Linked DNA regions of Mus musculus: regions 1, 2 and 4 are each linked to region 3. Evidence: chromatin contacts called from public Hi-C data. All regions are on one chromosome and are shown on one strand. Each heading gives the region's core, a stretch centred on a gene start, on an enhancer-like site or on the middle of the called end of the contact. The rest is flanking DNA. Distances are from core to core; before and after follow the strand shown. Region 1 holds the start of Slc25a12 (solute carrier family 25 (mitochondrial carrier, Aralar), member 12). Region 2 holds the start of Hat1 (histone aminotransferase 1). Region 3 holds the start of Mettl5 (methyltransferase like 5). Region 4 holds the start of Dync1i2 (dynein cytoplasmic 1 intermediate chain 2).

Region 1 (4,414 bases), core at 597-3,096, 1.5 Mb before region 3:
AGAAAGAAAATAGTAGTTGGATGTAGTTATGCTCCCCTTAATCCCAACACTCTGGATAGAGAGGCAAGGTGGGTCTCTGTGAGTTTGAGGGTACCCTGGCCCACAGAGCAAGTTCCAGGACAGCCAGGGCTACACAGAGAAACCCTGTCTCAAAACAAATAAACAAAAGGCAACCAACTAAACAATAACCAAAAAAAAAAAAAAAAAAAAAAAACCAAATATGGTTGAGGTCCTGGGTAAACACAATCGCTAAATGTCTGGCTTTTACTGGGCTCTGATATTTTCAAATAGCACATATTTATTGATAGACACAAGTATTCATGGCATGTATATGATTTTATGAATTAAGTAGATTTAATTTTAATACTATAATGACAAGAAATCTCATCACTTCCTTCCCTCTCACAAAACCCATGTCGAGTGCACTAATGATCAGTTTTAAACAAGTCAACCATGTTTCTTTTAAAAAGACTTATCCCCTTGCCTGGTCTCAAAGATATTGAAAAGTGAGCACACGAAGCCTATAACTGGTGGGTGGGAATAAAGGCAATATACTACTACAGGAGACATCATCAGCTTGTTACAAATTTTCTTGTAATAACCCAGGGATAATCAAATATTGCAACATTTAAGTATGATTGAGCCAAGGGTATGATATCTACAATATGTAGGATTGCTATTTAGTTTTATAACTTAAAATGGTCTATGATAATGGTGGCAAAGAAGGTCTTTGCAATAAATAACTACTTATACACATACTTCATATGCATATATGTGTATTTATATCCACACTTTACAAATAGGACCATGTCTAGCACATGGAGGATTTTAGTAAATATTTGGGTGAATATCAATATGAGAACTAATAGGATCTTTTCTCCCCTTCTTTTTTTTTTTTTAACAATTTTTAATTTTATTCACCTTAGTGCTTAGATGAAATGTGGAAAATAGGTGTTGATTATCTTTCTACCTTTAATGAGTTCTGAGGAGCCTCAGACTGAGCTATCACCTCGGATCCGCACCCCTCTTCCCCCTCCACACACCCCCCCCCCCCCGCCTCCCTCCCTTCCCCTTTCTTACTTCTCCTCTATTCCTTTCGTTTTTCTTTTCTTTGAAGACGCGTCTTATGCATCCAGGCTGGCCTCTAACTCTTATGCAGCCGAGGATGACATTCCGATTATCCTGCCTCCATTTCTCAAGCCTGGGGATTACAGTCGGATACTACTTCGCCAAGATAGAGTTTATGTGCTACTGGGCATAGAACCCGGGACTTCCAGCATGTTAGTTAGGCACTCCAGCAACTTAAGCTACTTGCCTGGCCCTCACATATCTTAATGGCAAGCCTCAGTTTTAGAGACATTAATTTAGCTTAAGGCAGGGCTGGGAATTCACAGAGGAATTGTTTCCTGTAGAAGAGAAAGTCAGCATAGCAAGTACCAGCTCCAAGATAAATAAAGTTGTTTTCTATATACATTGTACAAAGAATTTGGGTGGTTAAGAGAGTGAAGCGAATCTATTAATAAACCATTAGGGATATCCCAAGGAATGTTAATTCAGGAGCATATTTCTGAAGTTATGTTTACTTAGGTTTTCCCTTTAAAAAACCTAACTAATCATTTTCCTTATCAATATTTGTCACTGGTTGTCATAAACTCATTATTAATGGGACAAGCTCTCATATGCTTCCAACCTTGCTCAATACAGGCCCCAAGTGTTCCTTTAAGCCCCAAGAGGGAACCGACTTTGGCTGAAGCCGGTGCCCAAAGCCACACCCACTGCCAGGCCTTGGGACTTGGGGCTGGCCCAGAGGAGCCTCTGCTCACACTGCGCGTTGGAATCCGGCGACCGGAGCTCTGGTGTCCCCCGCAAGAGGTGCGACTGCCCCGCCGGCCCGCTGATGGATCAACCAAGGCCACTCGGTGCGCACCACCGACGCGCTCTAGCTCATTTGCATATAGACGGGCGCGGCGCTGCGACAGGAGGGAGCGCGGGCGCGGCCCCGGGCCGTGGCGCGCGCGCGCCCTGACAGCTCGGCCCAGCTCGCTCACTCGCTCGTTCCCGGCTTCCGAGCACAGCATGGCGGTCAAGGTGACTCCAACTCTCTGCTGCTGCTTTTATTGCATAAGAGACGTTCCAAGGGCCCCGAGTGCAGCCCCCCGCCTCTTTCCGTTGCTTTCTTTGCCTGGTTCTTAGCCAGTGCGTCCCGGGGCTCTAGATTGCGGGTGGAGAGCTGTGCTGGGCTTGGACCGGAGCGAAGAGGATGCCCGGCTGGGGGAGGGGAAGGAGGAGGGATCGTGAGTTGGAGGGGCTCCTGAGGACCATGGTCGGGAGGAGGAAAAGAGTAGTGTTTTGTCCTAGGTACATGGGATTGCGAGCACAGAGTTGGAGAGCATCAGAGAGGGACTGAGAGTCAGCGGGCAGGAGAACCGGGGATACCCAGGGCATCCGCGGTGGGGGAGGGGGTGGGTGTTGTCATTTGGGGCCACAATACAGCCCAGGGCACTGGTTGACATTTGCCTGGCAGGTTGTCAGATGTCGAAAGTATCCGTATTGTGGCAGCTCTCAAGGTTTAGGTCAGATGGAGAAAGGGTCGCCAAGATGACGATGTACTGTTTCTGCTTTCCACAAGAAAGGCTGCTAGGCCCGGCTATTAATTTGGCTGTTTTACATCTCCTGTTGCTCCTCTCTTGAGGCTCTCAGGATTTGTAGCTTGGTGGTTGCTACTGTATTGCTAGTAGTTGTGGAATAAAGTAAACGATTACATTGGTTTCCCTTTCCAGTTCACAGGAAGTGCCGTCTGTAATTTGCTCTATCTTGCACTATTCACACCCTTTTCTCCCACCCCTTAGCCGTAGATCTCCGGTTTGACAGGTGTTATCAGCAATTAAGCTTTGGGTTTGTTTTTAGACTAAATGACCTTATGAAAGATAAATGAGTTGTTAGCAGATGTAAACTATAATCTAAAGAGATTATGTGGTTTCTAGCTAAGCATTAACCAGTCATTCCCCCCCCCCCCTCAGGTGCATACAACCAAACGAGGTGATCCTCATGAGCTGAGAAACATATTCCTCCAGGTAAGTGAAAGAATTTTACATCAGGGAAAGAATGGGAAGAACATGATCGTTATTCCTCTTTAAGCTCTCTAACTTTGAGAAATGCTCTTCTCACAAACATGAGTGGAGGATGTCCTTTGTACTTGGTTTGTTTTGGTTTTTTTTTGAGACAGATTTTCCTTGTGTAGCTCTGGCTGTCCTGGAACTTGCTTTGTAGACCAGGCTGTCCTGGAACTCGGAGGATCTACCTGCCTCTGCCTCCTGAGGGCTGCGATTGGCTCTATACCCGGCCGTTTGTACTCTTAGTAAGAACGGATTGGAAAATTTTTCTTTCTATTGGGGATTGATATGAGGTTTTCCTGGAGTTGCTCTTTTTGTTTGCATGACTTAGGATGACTTATAAAATTTTCCTTCTCATAAATGTCTATGACATTTGTTGCACAGATAATTTATGACTATTGTAGTTGCGCTTTCTCCTCCCACTTATTGCAACCATAGATGGGGATGGGGGTAGGGGTTGGTACAACATGTTTGCTTTAGATTCTTTTGTAAGGAGGCTGGTAAGATGACTCAGTGGATAAAGGTGCTTTACCCAGAACCCATATAAATATCGAAGGAGAGAACTAACTATATAAAGTTGTCCTCTGACTTTCATATATCTGTGCATATGCACCAGTGCTCACACATCTGCTCCTTATAATAATAAATTATTTTTTAAAAAGGGGTGGGGAGAGATGGCTCTGCAGTTAAGAGCACTGTTCTAGAAGACCTGGGTTGGATTCCCAGCACCCATATGGCAGCACTCAGCCATCTGCAGTCCAATTCCAGGGAATCTGTCATCTACTTCTAGCCTCTGAGGACATCACATCACATGCATGTGGTGCATAAACATACACACGTTAAAAAAACGGAAGTCTTGCCGGGCGGTGGTGACACACGCCTTTAATCCCAGCACTTGGGAGGCAGAGGCAGGCGGATTTCTGAGTTCAAAGCCTGCCTGGTCTATACAGAGTGAGTTCCAGGACAGCCAGGGCTACACAGAGAAACCCTGTCTCGAAAATACCAAAAAAAAAAAAAAAACCCAAAACAAACAAACAAAAACAAAACAAAACCGGAAGTCTTGTAAGGATTGACCTTAAAATACCTTACTTATGTTAAGCTTTTAGAATCAGTCACCTGACTACGCCTAGTTTTTTGCCTTTGCTTTCTTAAATTCCTAAGGTATTTTACTAAAAGTTATGTTTTTCTTGGAAGAGCTGTTTTTTAGAATCTTGTATTCTGGCTGTGGAGTCTCTGTAGACTGTTAACCTCGGGCAGGCTCCTTCTGGGTATTATTTTCCACTGTAAAATGAAAGGTGACC
Region 2 (4,241 bases), core at 833-3,332, 1.5 Mb before region 3:
ATACTTTATCTGTTTACCAACTGCTTTATGAGTTGTTTACACTTTTTGGCTATTGTAAATAACTCACTTTTAAGTATTCATGTATAAATGAACATCTTCACTTCCCTTGAACAGACACCTAATAAAAGGGCTGGCTCACGTAGCTAATTTATGTTTGTTTTTTTTTTTAAACTAGGGCTGGTGAGATGGCTCAGTTGATAAGAGCACCCGACTGCTCTTCCGAAGGTCCGGAGTTCAAATCCCAGCAACCACATGGTGACTCACAACCATCTGTAACAAGATCTGACGCCCTCTTCTGGAGTGTCTGAAGACAGCTACAGTGTACTTACATATAATAAATAAATAAATCTTTAAAAAAAAAAAAAAAAGAGCACTGGTCTCTTCCAGAGGTCCTGAGTTCAATTCCCAGCAAACACATGGTGGGAATCTGATGTCCTCTTCTGGTATTCATGAAGATAGAGAAAGCACTTATGAACATAAAATACATTTAAATTTTTTTTCCAAACCAAAGTTGTTATATCATTTTAGATATAATACCAGCAACCCATGAATTTCCACATCCTAACCAACAGCTGTTATTATCATATTTGCAATTTTTTTTAAAAAGATTTATTTATTATATCTAAGTACACTGTAGCTGTCTTCAGACACACCAGAAGAGGGCATCCGATCTCATCATAGATGTTTGTGAGTCACCATGTAGTTTCTAGGATTTGAACTCAAGACCTCCGGAAGAACAGTCAGTGCTCTTACCAGTCCTGCTCCCTGGGGCCTGAAGATTGATTGATTGAATGATTATATGTAAGTACGAGCACCAGAAGAGAGCATCAGATCTCATTACAGATGGTTGTAAGCCACCATGTGGTTGCTGGGATTTGAACTCAGGACCTCTGGAAAAACAGTCAATGATCTTAACAGCTGAGCCATCTCTCCATCCCCCATTTGCAATTTTTTCCCCCGAGACAGGGTTTCTCTGTATAGCTCTGGCTGTCCTAGAACTCACTCTGTAGACCAAGGCTGGCCTCGAACTCAGAAATCCGCCTGCCTCTGCCTCCCAAGTGCTGGGATTAAAGGCATGCGGCACCACTGCCTGGTGTATTTGCAATTTTTAAGATGAGATCACATATACTTTCTGCCACACTATCTTTCACTTTCTTATCACTATCTTTCCCCTACCCCTTCTACCGCATGAACTTAGAGAACTGCCTAAAATCTCCATGTCCAGTCAACGCAGAAAGTACCTGTTACGTAATCGTCTTAACCTCAAGCTGTGTTTCCTATTTTAAAGGCTCTGTTAAATACAGGGCTGCACACACAGAACTCCTCTGAAAGGAAATACGCACCTAGTTTCAGCTCGATTGCTGTGTTGGTGTTACACTTGTACTCTGCTAGTTTCTTCTCCACGGCACTCTTATACTCCACCAGAAATTTCTCCAAGGCTAGAAACGAATAAAGCACAGCAAGAGGATTCTACTACACACAGCACAGAAGTTCCATTCTAAGTGACAAGTTGGGCAGTGTAAAAACGACTTTCTCAAAGGACATCTAAAAAAACAATGATCTCAGGAATCCTGAAGGGTTATGAGACCCTGAGTGTGCCCTGAACCAGGGCAGGGCAGCAGCACCGCGCTCGCTCAGAAGTTGGCTGGGAGGGAGGTGGGCAGGGCCCTGGAGAGGATCAGCTGGCGGGAACTGGACCTAATGGGTTACATTAGGGCGACAGTGAGCAAAGGGGAACGAGGGGGTGAAAGGCTCCGAGGCAGACCGCGCTCCACCAGACCAAACTGAGCGCCTTGCCTGAGCTCAAGGCCCGGGAGGCCCACGGGAGGCGCCGAGCGTCAGCACCGGGGGCGGTGGCGCCGAGCGCGGCCCACCGGGAGCCAGTCCCCGACCCTCAGTGCCTCGCGGAAGGGAGAGGCCTTCTGGAACCTCTGCTAGAGCCCGAAAGTTCCAGGCGGCCACTGTCACGGCCGCCTCAACGTTCTTCCCCAGAAGCACCCGCCTCCTCCCCTTGCTAAACTTTTCCCGGGAACTTACCCGCCATTTCCGAGCTCCGAGCGCCCGCAGCTGAGGAAGGACAAATCAACCCGCGCGCTCCCGGGCCGGAAGTGACCGCAAGGACTTACGCGTTTCCCCCGCCCATCCTCGGCGAGCCACGAACCAATGAGAGGGAGAAGGTCCAGGCGCGCGGCGGCGGAAGTGCCTCAGGAGGCGGGGCTAGCACCGTGAGAAGGCGCCCGCGGTTGCCTAGCCACCGCACGTGAGGATGCCCTCACCCCATGTCTTCGGCGTCCCAGCCTGTGCGGCTTGCTGGCCACTAGAGACTTGCTTAGAAATTAATGTGAATTCTCAAACAGCTTAAGGCGATTGTCCTTCCCATCTTTTGGCCCGAACGCAAGTTTTTCTGTGGGGGTTTCATTTCGAAGTTTTTAAACTTTTTGATTCAACTTTGCCATAACCCATTTTAAAAGGTTCCTCTGAATTTTATTCGTATTTTGGAGCTGGGTGACCAATTCAGAGTCATACTTATGGTAGACATAAGGCTCTGCCACTAACCCATTATAGACTTTCTTTGTGCTCCCAAATTGAAAAATAGTGCCATATTAAAGAACTCAGGGACCCAAAATGGAAGACTCCCGAAAGCTGTGCTCTGATTACATGCTAGCGTGCACAACTATTAAAAGTAAAATTTAGAAATATACCTGCTTTTGCTCTTAAGTTTTCTGGACAACCATTTAGCTCACTAAAAGTGGTTACTAACACTACCTCAAGTGGCTTGATTTAGTTGGACTTGTATGAGGTCCTAGTGGCTTGAACTAATCATAGGATACTACCCATTTTTAATCATGGGCCTTATTATTTAGTTGCTTTTGGATTTTTTTTTTTCTCCCAGAGGATAATTTGCTATTTACCTCTACGATGGTATTCAAATACCAGACTCCCTGGTGTCAACACATTTGCTGATACGCTTTAAAATGATGCATGCCGTATGGAAAGTTGATCTTTGGTATATCGGGTCTCTCTAGAAAAGAAGGAACCAATGGAATGAACATATATTAAAAGATGACTTACCACCTTGGCTTATGTGGTACACTTGGAGAGGCCAGACAGTGGTTGTCTCACAGCAAATGCTGAAAACCTGGTGGTCAGTCCTCAAAGCTAGGAGCCTCAGCCCAATCTGCCTGTGAAGACCTGAGGGACTCCTGGAGAACTGTTGGGTCTCTGCCTAGCAAGGTTCTAATACCAGCGCTTGAGAAGGCTAGGCTGACTCCATGACAGGCTTCAAATTGGCAGTTAAGGAGGTTAGGCCTAAATCTCTTACCAAGACCTGGGCAAGTCCAGGCAAGTCCAGGCCTCCGAAGCCGGCCCGCCACCTGTCTGGCCACCTGTCTGGCCCGAGGCAAGGACAATGGGTCAGCAGCAGTTTCCAGGCCTCCCCCAACAAGTTTACAGCCTCTCTACCCCGGCAATGGAATGTCAGTAGAGATGGACCCAACAGATTATCATAGAGGTCACCTACCCCAGAACTCCCTAATGTGCTTTAAATCAGGCCTCTGAGCTCACTTGGGTGTCTCTCTACCTGGGTCATGGGAGACCCAGCTTGCTAGACTTCTGCAGAATTCAACACTCTTTGTGGTTACATACTATTGGAGTCCAGGGTGACATCCTTCAGCAAATCATGGACCCTTACACACCAAAAAGGTCAATGAACTCTCCAGTGAGAATGAAGGTTAAGGAGGCAAGTTAGCAAAGCTTTCTTTCTGCCTTTTACCTGGGCCATTACCAGAAGGTGCTGCTCACACTTAAAGTGAGTCTTCTCCCATCAATTAAGATGATCAAGGCAATCCCCAGCAAACATGCTCACACTAATATAGGTTTGTGTGGGTCATATATGTATGTGTTATATAGTATATATGTGTATATATGTATGTAGTATGTAATACATATATGCATGTATGTGTGTATATAAACATTTATATGTGTGTATTTTGTTCTATGCCATGGTGACAGTTAAAACTAACCATCACACGTGGTGAAATAGTCTAGAATTAATATGCTCTCTAGTATTAGAGATAAAAAAAATATATAGCTAAAGTGATAGATTGTGCCTAAGCTCATTGCACCCGGGAGTCTGAGGCAGGAACATCAACTCATCAGTTTGAGGTTAACCTGAACTGTGATTGAGAAGAATCTGCCAAAAGAAGAGGTGGAAGGCGAAAGGGAAGAAGAGGATAAGGACC
Region 3 (4,289 bases), core at 1,588-4,087:
TTCCTTCCTTCCTCTTTCTTTCTTTCTTTCTTTCTTTCTTCTTTCTTTCTTTCTTTCTTTCTTTCTTCCTTCCTTTCTTCTTCTTTCTCTTCTTTCTTTCTTTCTTTCTTTCTTTCTTTCTTCCTTCCTTCCTTCCTTCCTTCCTTCCTTTTCTTTCTTCCTTCCTTCCTCTTTCTTTCTTTCTTTCTTTCTTTCTTTCTTTCTTCTTTCTTTCTTTCTTTCTTCCTTCCTTCCTTCCTTCCTTCCTTCCTTCCTTTTCTTTCTTCCTTCCTTCCTCTTTCTTTCTTTCTTTCTTTCTTTCTTTCTTTCTTCTTTCTTTCTTTCTTTCTTTCTTTCTTCCTTCCTTTCTTCTTCTTTCTCTTCTTTCTTTCTTTCTTTCTTTCTTTCTTTTCTTTTTCTTTCCAAAGTACTTTCAAGAAGTCTATAAAAATCAAGATTATTTTCATAATAATATTTAAACTTGCATTTTTTTAGAAAACTTTTTCAACATTTATTTAAGTTTTAGATATGTTGAAGAGATGCTATTGGTTGCTCCTGAATTTTTCAAATGTTTGATTTTTTAGTTTCTCCAAGTACATGGTGACCTGTTTAGAGGAAGGAATTATATATTTAAAGTAGATGCTGCAATTGTAGAAATGGCTTAGTAGTTAAGAGCACTGGCTGATCTTCAAAAGGACCCAGGTTCAATTCTCAGTATCCACGTGGTAGCTTACAACTCCTGTTCCAGGGAACCTAATGCATTCTTCTGAACTTTGCAGGCACCAGGCATGCAAATGGTACAGAGACATAACACAGGCTAAACACCTATACACATAAAATTCTTTTTTGTTTTTGTTTTTTGGGGAGAGGGGGAGACAGGGGGGAGAGAGGGGGGAGAGAGAGGGGGCAGAGAGAGGGGGCAGAGAGGGAGAGGGGGAGGGAGAGGGAGAGGGAGAGGGAGAGGGAGAGGGAAAGAGGAGAGGGACCTAACTAGTTTCATCCATCCATCCTTTCTTACCAACAGATAACACATCACCAACTAATATTAGCAAGACATTTGGTACAAGAAAAAGAGCTTAATGTACTAGCTCAATGTGCTAAAGATTTTATATATAGTAACTCATTTCATTCTGGTAACTGTGAAATGTACTTTTCATAGAAAATAATCTTAGATACATTCTCAACTTCATCAGCTCTCTACTCCTTTAAAAATAATAAAAAGAGAAATCATCCTATTGAGGGCAATCTTGTATTTAAGTACTGGATCCTGACCCCTCAAGATTGGGGAGCTGTGCCCTGAATGGTGGTAGATACCTTTAATCCCAGCACTGACGCAGAGGCAGGCAGTTCTCTGTGAGTTTGGGGCCATCCTAGCTATGGACTTGTAGCAAAGCCTTGTCTCAATATAAACACGCAAACAAACAAACAAACAAGATTGTAAATGCATCCAATATTTTCTTTGTCTTTAAGAATTTTTAAAATGTGTATCTGTGGTTTGCCTGCATGTATGCTTGTGCACCGCACGCATGCAGTGCCTTCAGAGGCCAGAGGAGGACATCAGATCCCCTACAACTGCAGTTAGAGATGGTTGTTAGCCATCCTTATGGACTGAAGACAGGTCCTCTGGAAGAACAGCGTGATCTTAATGGCCTGGCCAAGACCTTTTCTTTGTTTTAAAAGAACATACTTTTTTCTTATTTTAAATTTTTATTTGATTTATTATTTTCTGTGTGGGGAAGGTTGGAAGATAAACTTCAGGAATCAGTTCTCTCCTTTGTGGGTTTCAGGGTATCTTGTATCTTGCCTGCTTTTTTTTTTTTTTTTTTTTTTTTAAGACAGGGAGATAGGGTCTATGTAGTCTTGACTGGTCTAGAACTCTCTACATGAACTAGACTGGCTTTGGAACTCACAGAGATTCACCTGTCATTGTCTCTTCAGCATATCTTATAAGTGTTAAGTCACCATCACCTCCACTCCTGTGTTTTAAACACTTTCTATTCTCTACATTTTATTATTAGACATGCTCTTGTCTCTTTATATCTTGATGATGGTGATGGTGGCAATGGTATTAGGAATGCAGTTCAGTAGTCGCTTGCCAGGCATGCACAAAGCCCTGGGCTCAAATAAAATACGACTATTAATGGCAATAATAAAGTCATTCGAGCTTACTAGGCATTGGTCACCTTAAGTCTTCTTTTCATAATTATAATTATTTTTAAAATTTGCTGCTATGTGCCTACTTCCATTTTTTCCCCACAATCCACAACTTCTGTTTTCAGAATAACAAGTTTCATAGTGTTTCCTACGTTTGACACCACAACCATATTCTCTGTTCATTGTGTAGCCCTGGCTGGTCTGGAACTCACTTTGTAAACCAGGCCATCCTCAAACTCACAGAGATCCTCCTGAATGAGGAACTAAAATGTACACTACCCATGCCGGCAATATTCTTTCTTTTCAAATCTCTTTTGACGTTTCTTCTTGCTTCACTGACATCCGTAAGTGCTAAGAAACTCGAAGCCTCAGAAAACGAGGACGGGAAGATTAAAGCCGAGCATTCGACTGGAGAAGGACGCAGAGGTGGGTGTAGACCGCTACTTTCTGAGGCGTGGGTGGACACGGGCCTGGTGTCCCATATTGCCTTCAACTCTCTCCCCATCCCTTGCAGGTCTATAGATACTCAAGACAAAGCTGGCGTTCCCGGGCTTGGTGGAGGCTGGTTTGTGATCGCCGATGAAGACCGCTTCTTCCGATGGCGCCCACGCGGACCAAAAAAACCACTCTGGTCCTCGTCGGAACCAGGGAGCCCGGCAGAGGTTGCAGCTCGGCGCCCGGCAGAGGGCGTGCATGCGTGTCGGTACTTCCGGCACTGCGGGGAGGGACCGCGAGGACCAGCTAGAGGCATACGAGTGCTTTCCTGGAGCGTCTGGGTTCCACGGGCGGCGATCCCCGCGAGGCTCGTGGGATCCCCTCGCTGAGTCCTAAATAGTCTGTCCCCGACCCTCCACCCCACCCCCACCCTGCACCGCTGGGGAGTTTCGGGTTAGGTAGACTTCCCTGCAGCTCCCGTGCTGTGAAGCCCCAGGAGCCCAAACTTTAAAATACAGAGAAAACGATGAAGAAGTTAAAGCTTAAGGAACTAGAGAGTCGCCTGCAAGAAGTGGATGGATTCGAAAAGCCCAAGTTACTTCTAGAACAGTATCCCACCAGGCCGCACATTGCAGGTAGGGCGGCTGGTTCATCGTGCCCTCTTGGGGCTTGATCCTGTCCAGTTCATGATGAAAATAAGTAGCGATTTGGATATAAGGAAGTTCTGGAGACATACCATACCTTTAGACAAAGTAGTTTTCTGACACTGCAGCGTAGACACTCCGAACCCAACCACTCATTTTACTGTTTTTTCTGAGTGTCCATTAGCATTATCAGACAGCTTGTTTGTTTGTTTGTTTGTTTGTTTCTCTCAACACACTGTAAATTCTCAGGAGCAAGGAATTTGTTAGTCTTTTCGGTGTCTAGAGAGTCATGTACTAGTTAGGAGCTCATTAAACATTTGCTTAATACAGATAACTTCGTACTGAAGTCAAGGACATGTATTTCCCGTGTTACGTATTTCTGCCCTAGAGACAAATACTAGAAATCGAGTTTCAGGTTGTGGACAGTTGAGGAAGCGTTTCTTCACAAATGACCTCTTGCTTGGTGCCAGAGATTGATACTGAGAATGTAGGAGAGAATAGAGCAGAATCCATTCATATGTAACACCCTTAGCAGAGTAGCAGGGAAGACTTGGTAAAGTTCTTTTGGTTGGGAGTACCTGCAAGAGGGAATCTCTTTCAGTTCCAAAATGGCTGTGTGTAAGCTGCCAATGTAATCTCCATGGGTTTTCATTCTAAAATAGTGTCATATCACCAATCAGATTTGCAATGAACTGTGTTCAGATTAAGACTAGTCTGCTATGTATTTAGCGTGTGTATGTTCGTGTGTCTTGTGTGTATGGAGGGTAGAGGTCAACATAGGGTGTTTTTCTCAGTTGCTCTCCATACGTTTGAGCCAGGGTCTTACTGTATTTAGAGCTTACCCATTCACCTAAACTGGCTGACCAGCAAGCCTCAGAGATCCTTCTGTCCTGTGTTCCTAGCACTGGGTTTATAATCATGAACACCTGACCTTTTACATGGCTGCTGGGTATATGAGCTCAGGTTCTAATGCTTTCTGGGTAAGTACAGTACACACTGAGCCAGCTACTACCACACAAGTCCCTGGTTTTCTCATTGTGACTTTTTACAGCTTCTGGTTGTAAGGTTTGTAATGAA
Region 4 (4,440 bases), core at 1,668-4,167, 1.3 Mb before region 3:
ATAACGTACTATAATGCAGATGATCCTTACTTTGCATGAAAATATATTTCTAGAAGACTATATGAGTAAATTTAACTTCCATAGCTCAAATCTTAGAAATGCATCAAATTATATGAAATACATTCAGCCCACTAAAACATCACCCTGGACCAGTTTCCTCATCTTCGTACACCTGCCTTCAAAGTACAATTCACTGATAATGCTGCACAGGCAATAACAGCTTGGGAACTGCACTGGTACTGACGATATTATGGAATGCCCTGACTCATACTCAAGGGTTTTGCTTGTCTTAGTGAATCAAACATACTTCCTTTTTTTTCCTTTCCTCTTCTTTCCTCTTCTTTTCTTCTCTGATTTGGGCCAACCGTTGCTTCTTACGTTCCAACTCAGCTTTTAAATCACTTTTGTCCGACATGGTTGTGACCTTAAAAAGCATGCCAACATTAACAATAATCATTACATTGATTTAAAAGAACAAGCAACAGGCTTTTTTTAAAAAAGTACTTCAAGAGGTGTACCAAGAAGCTAAGAATTTCAATGGTACCCATAGAGAACACACAAGTTCTACTTTTAAAATAGCAAAAACCATATATGCATACTGTTAAAATGTAAGAAAAATTATACACAAATGTATGAAGAAATATTTCCTAGAACTTGAGCACAACAGCTAGTACATAGATGTTTTCATGTTCCTAAGCCCAAATTTAACAATGTGTCACTGTAGCCAGGTTGGCCTTGAAATCATAATGTAGCCCAGGATGTCCTCATGGCGATTCTCCTATCTCAGACTCTGGTGTGCCAGAGTTAGCCAGCACACCCAGATTCCATGTTTTCTGATGTCTCTGTATTTGAGTACTAGATAATAAAAGTCATAACTAATGCTTAAAACAAACGACACTGTTGGTTTTAAGTTCTAGACGAGTATGATAGTTCACACCTGTAATCTGGGCTCTCTAGGAGGGAGGCACAAAGATTCTGAGTTCCAGGCAGCCTGGGCCATACAGGGCAAGACAGGCTTTTAAAGAATGCTTATGTCTTCAGCTATGAAACCAAAACTATTACCAGAGATGTCTGTGTTTTGTTCCCAGAAACTTAATAAAACACTGAATAGCTAAACAGGAAGTTCCTAAAAATTCTTTTAAATTCTATAGATGTTCCATGACAATCAATCAAACAGTATATTTCCACCTAACACCTTCTTGTGGCATTCTTATGATTATCTATATGGGCCTGAAATGTTCCATGGTAGATAGTCATCTGGATGAGTTGGGGGCTGTGTTTTTATGGTTTTTGTTACCTTCACAGCATAGCAACCTTAACACTGAGCTCACAGCTGCTAAACGATCCATCTGCAAAGTAGATGGGATTACGAACACAAGCGTGTCCTCATACTGACTGTTATGCAGGAGGGAGGGAGGAACGAGGAGCTTTCTGAACTGGAAAGGTAACCTAGGGACTCAATGTAAGGTAGGAGCCAGGACCTTGTTACCTTCTCTACATTACTGGTTCAACCTTTGTCAGTGTCTCTCTCCATACAACTGCAGGATTAAATGCTTTTGATTAAGGAAACTGGGTTAATAACCTCTTGAAAAGTCTAGGAATCTCTTAGGATCACAATAAAGTTGGATTAAGGGCAAATTTGGTAAGGAGGAAAAATTCATCTATGAAAATGAAAAACATTCTTCTATGTAAATGAAAAAGGGAGAATTCTTGGTAGCGTACTTCAGAAAGACAGGACAGTGGGCAAAAACTAGTGAGCAAGTAACAGGAAATCCCTTTAATATACACTTTTTTTTCCATTTTTTATTAGGTATTTAGCTCATTTACATTTCCAATGCTATACCAAAAGTCCCCCATACCCACCCACCCCCACTCCCCTACCCACCCACTCCCCCTTTTTGGCCCTGGCGTTCCCCTGTACTGGGGCATACAATGTTTGCGTATCCAATGGGCCTCTCTTTCCAGTGATGGCCGACTAGGCCATCTTTTGATACATATGCAGCTAGAATATACACTCTTATATATACTCCCAACCAAGTCATTTGAACAAACTCGCAAAGCAAAGCTCGTGTTTCTTCACCCACTCTTTTCAGGTCTCTAAAAAGCTTCATACTGTAAGGGCTGTTGAAGAAAGTTTCCATACACATCACTCTGTATGATTTTTTTTTGTATTATGTATGATAAATAATACATATTATTTTCTGTTTAGGACCAATTGTCAACAATATACCAATACTGCCTGGAATCTAGTTTGAAGAAATACTTCTTCCTTCAACTCTAACTATTTTGTCCCGCTGAAGCACGGGCGATCAGTTAGCTCCCTCATTATCAGACAGGTCAGGGCCTCTGCTCCGTGACTGACAGGTTCATTTTCTTAAAACTCCGGAAAAAGGAAAGTGTCTAGAATGATGTTTACAATCACAGTGTTCAGAGACCTCCAACACACACGCTAGGTGCCTGGTCATTGCTACTGACCCAAGTAGTAGTGATCTTTATTAATAAAAACCAAGCAAAGCTTAAGGAATTACTTTCTCCCTAGGCTTAAGGCCAAGAGGGTGCGGTCCGGGCTGGGGTGTGTCCGAGGTCCACCAGACGGGTGCAGGACAAATCCCGAGGGTCCAGGCCGCCTGCGGAGGGTCCCGAAGGGTTGCCAAGGGCCCTGGTGGCCTCCCCAGGCCGCTTTGAGTCACCCGGGCCGGCGCTGTCAGAATATCGGCCGGGCGGCCCTACGAGCTCCAAAGCGGCCATCAGAGGCAAAAGGGACTTGAAGGAAGCGCGGCCGACCGACCTGTCAGGTGGCGGAGTGGAGATCGCTTTCTCTGGCCGGTAACTTCCCGGGAACGTCCCTCTCCAACTGTCGCCGCCGCAGATCCGCGGCGTCCCAAGCACACAAAGAGGGATGGGCGGCGGCCGCTACGGCGAGAGCCGAGGGACAAATGGCTGCGCCGAGACGCGGTCTCACACAGAATCAGAGTCTTTGCCGCCCAGCGCAGAGGGGCGGCCTCTCCGTGACTTACCTTTTGTAAAACAGAATCTCCCGGTTGAAACAGATACACCGGCCCGGGGCCCGAAGCGTTTCCGCTTTGGCAAAAGCTGGACAACCACACCTCACATCCTGGGGCGGAGCCCTCAATACCTCCAGAGAACTTCAAGTCCCGGCAACCAGGCGCCCTGCCTGGGCGAGCGAAGCTCTGTGGGAGTTGTGGTCCCACTAGAGGCAAGGAATGCTGGGATATGTAGTCAGTCTTAGCTTTCCTGTCCCCAGCACCAAGGCCATCTTTCTGCCCTTAAAATGCTAATGAGAACATTCCAGAGTTTGTATTGAAGGTGTTTTCTTCCGTGGAACAATGATTACAATGCAGCATGTGCTGCTTAAGGTCTGTGGCCCAACATTAACAAAATCTTAAGTCCTGTTTTTCCATAATGAACCTGAGAAAAGGGCATTTTAAGAAGTTTATTTATAGGCATGTGCTCGTAGATTGATTTGCAGGGGCCATGGATTATTGAGGATTCTTGTAGCATGTGACACAAGATCAAAAATAAACATATATTGGGGCTGGAGAGATGGCTCAACTGTTAAGAGCACTGGCTGCTCTTCCAGAGGTCCTGAGTTCAATTCCCAGCGACCACATTGGTGACTCACAACCATCTGTAATGAGATCTGATGCCCTCTTCTGGTGTGTCTGAAGATAGCTACAGTGTTCTTGTATAAATAAAATAAATAAATCTTTAAATAAAAATATATTAATTTAAGCAGGGCATGGTGGCGCACGCCTTTAATCCCAGCACTCCGGAGACAGTGGCAGAGGCAGGCGGATTTCTTAGTTCAAGGCCAGCCTGGTCTACAAAGTGAGTTCCAGGACAACCAGGGCTATACAGAGAAACCCTGTCTCTAAAAACAAAACAAAACAAAACAAAACAAAAAAATAATTAGCATAAAAATAATTTCTAGTATTTTATAACAGAATAGTTTCCTCCAAAAAGTGTGTTTGGTAAGAAAGCATTTTATACTATTGGATCTGGTTAGATTTTTAATATAAAGAAAATAATTGAAATAAGAATTTACCAGAAGTGCATGGGCTGATGCATGTGGCTTGAAGAATTTATTTGAATAATCTGAAGCATTATTTGCCAAGTATTAAAGCGTTATTTGCTAAATATTAAAGGTAATACCAAAGCATTACTTTCTTATCTTCTAGAAAACTGACAGGAAGAACATTGTTTAAGTTTAATATTGATCTCAAATTTGAAGCTTTAAAATTTCAAAGAGCGTTTAGTTATGCAGACTTTGTTTCCTTCTTTCCAAATAGTTTTTGTTTAGTCACTTGAAAATTGTTATGAGTAGCCATTCATCATGTACCAGGAATGGAGCTGCACACTCTCAGAGCTGAAACAAACTTTCCTCTTCTCAACGGAGAAACACTGGGTTCTCAGTTCCAT

Evidence for each region. A called contact is a pair of places that touch in the nucleus more often than the background predicts.
Region 1: a Hi-C map of B cells shows a contact between it and region 3, with 6 read pairs. The contact joins the promoter of Slc25a12 here to the promoter of Mettl5 in region 3. A contact is called at or near these places in 2 of 39 promoter capture datasets (the C10 cell line and liver) and 1 of 484 Hi-C or Micro-C datasets (B cells).
Region 2: a Hi-C map of B cells shows a contact between it and region 3, with 8 read pairs. The contact joins the promoter of Hat1 here to the promoter of Mettl5 in region 3. A contact is called at or near these places in 2 of 39 promoter capture datasets (liver and pre-B cells), 1 of 484 Hi-C or Micro-C datasets (B cells) and 2 of 115 datasets of contacts at active chromatin or transcription factors (both in embryonic stem cells).
Region 4: a contact with region 3 is called in a Hi-C map of B cells, with 6 read pairs. The contact joins the promoter of Dync1i2 here to the promoter of Mettl5 in region 3. A contact is called at or near these places in 1 of 39 promoter capture datasets (pre-B cells) and 1 of 484 Hi-C or Micro-C datasets (B cells).

The regions. Positions count from the first base shown.
Region 1 is chr2:71,365,187-71,369,600 of GRCm38.p6, reverse strand. Slc25a12 (solute carrier family 25 (mitochondrial carrier, Aralar), member 12) reads left to right here and starts at 1,846. Exons shown (of 18, transcript NM_172436.4): 1 at 1,846-2,088; 2 at 3,021-3,074. The coding sequence starts at 2,077.
Region 2 is chr2:71,387,101-71,391,341 of GRCm38.p6, reverse strand. Hat1 (histone aminotransferase 1) reads right to left here and starts at 2,082. Exons shown (of 11, transcript NM_026115.4): 1 at 2,038-2,082; 2 at 1,344-1,439. The coding sequence starts at 2,044.
Region 3 is chr2:69,884,163-69,888,451 of GRCm38.p6, reverse strand. It overlaps Mettl5 (methyltransferase like 5), which reads left to right and starts at 2,837. Exons shown (of 7, transcript NM_029280.4): 1 at 2,837-3,203. The coding sequence starts at 3,095.
Region 4 is chr2:71,210,423-71,214,862 of GRCm38.p6, reverse strand. Dync1i2 (dynein cytoplasmic 1 intermediate chain 2) reads right to left here and starts at 2,917. Exons shown (of 16, transcript NM_010064.4): 1 at 2,789-2,917; 2 at 308-424. The coding sequence starts at 415.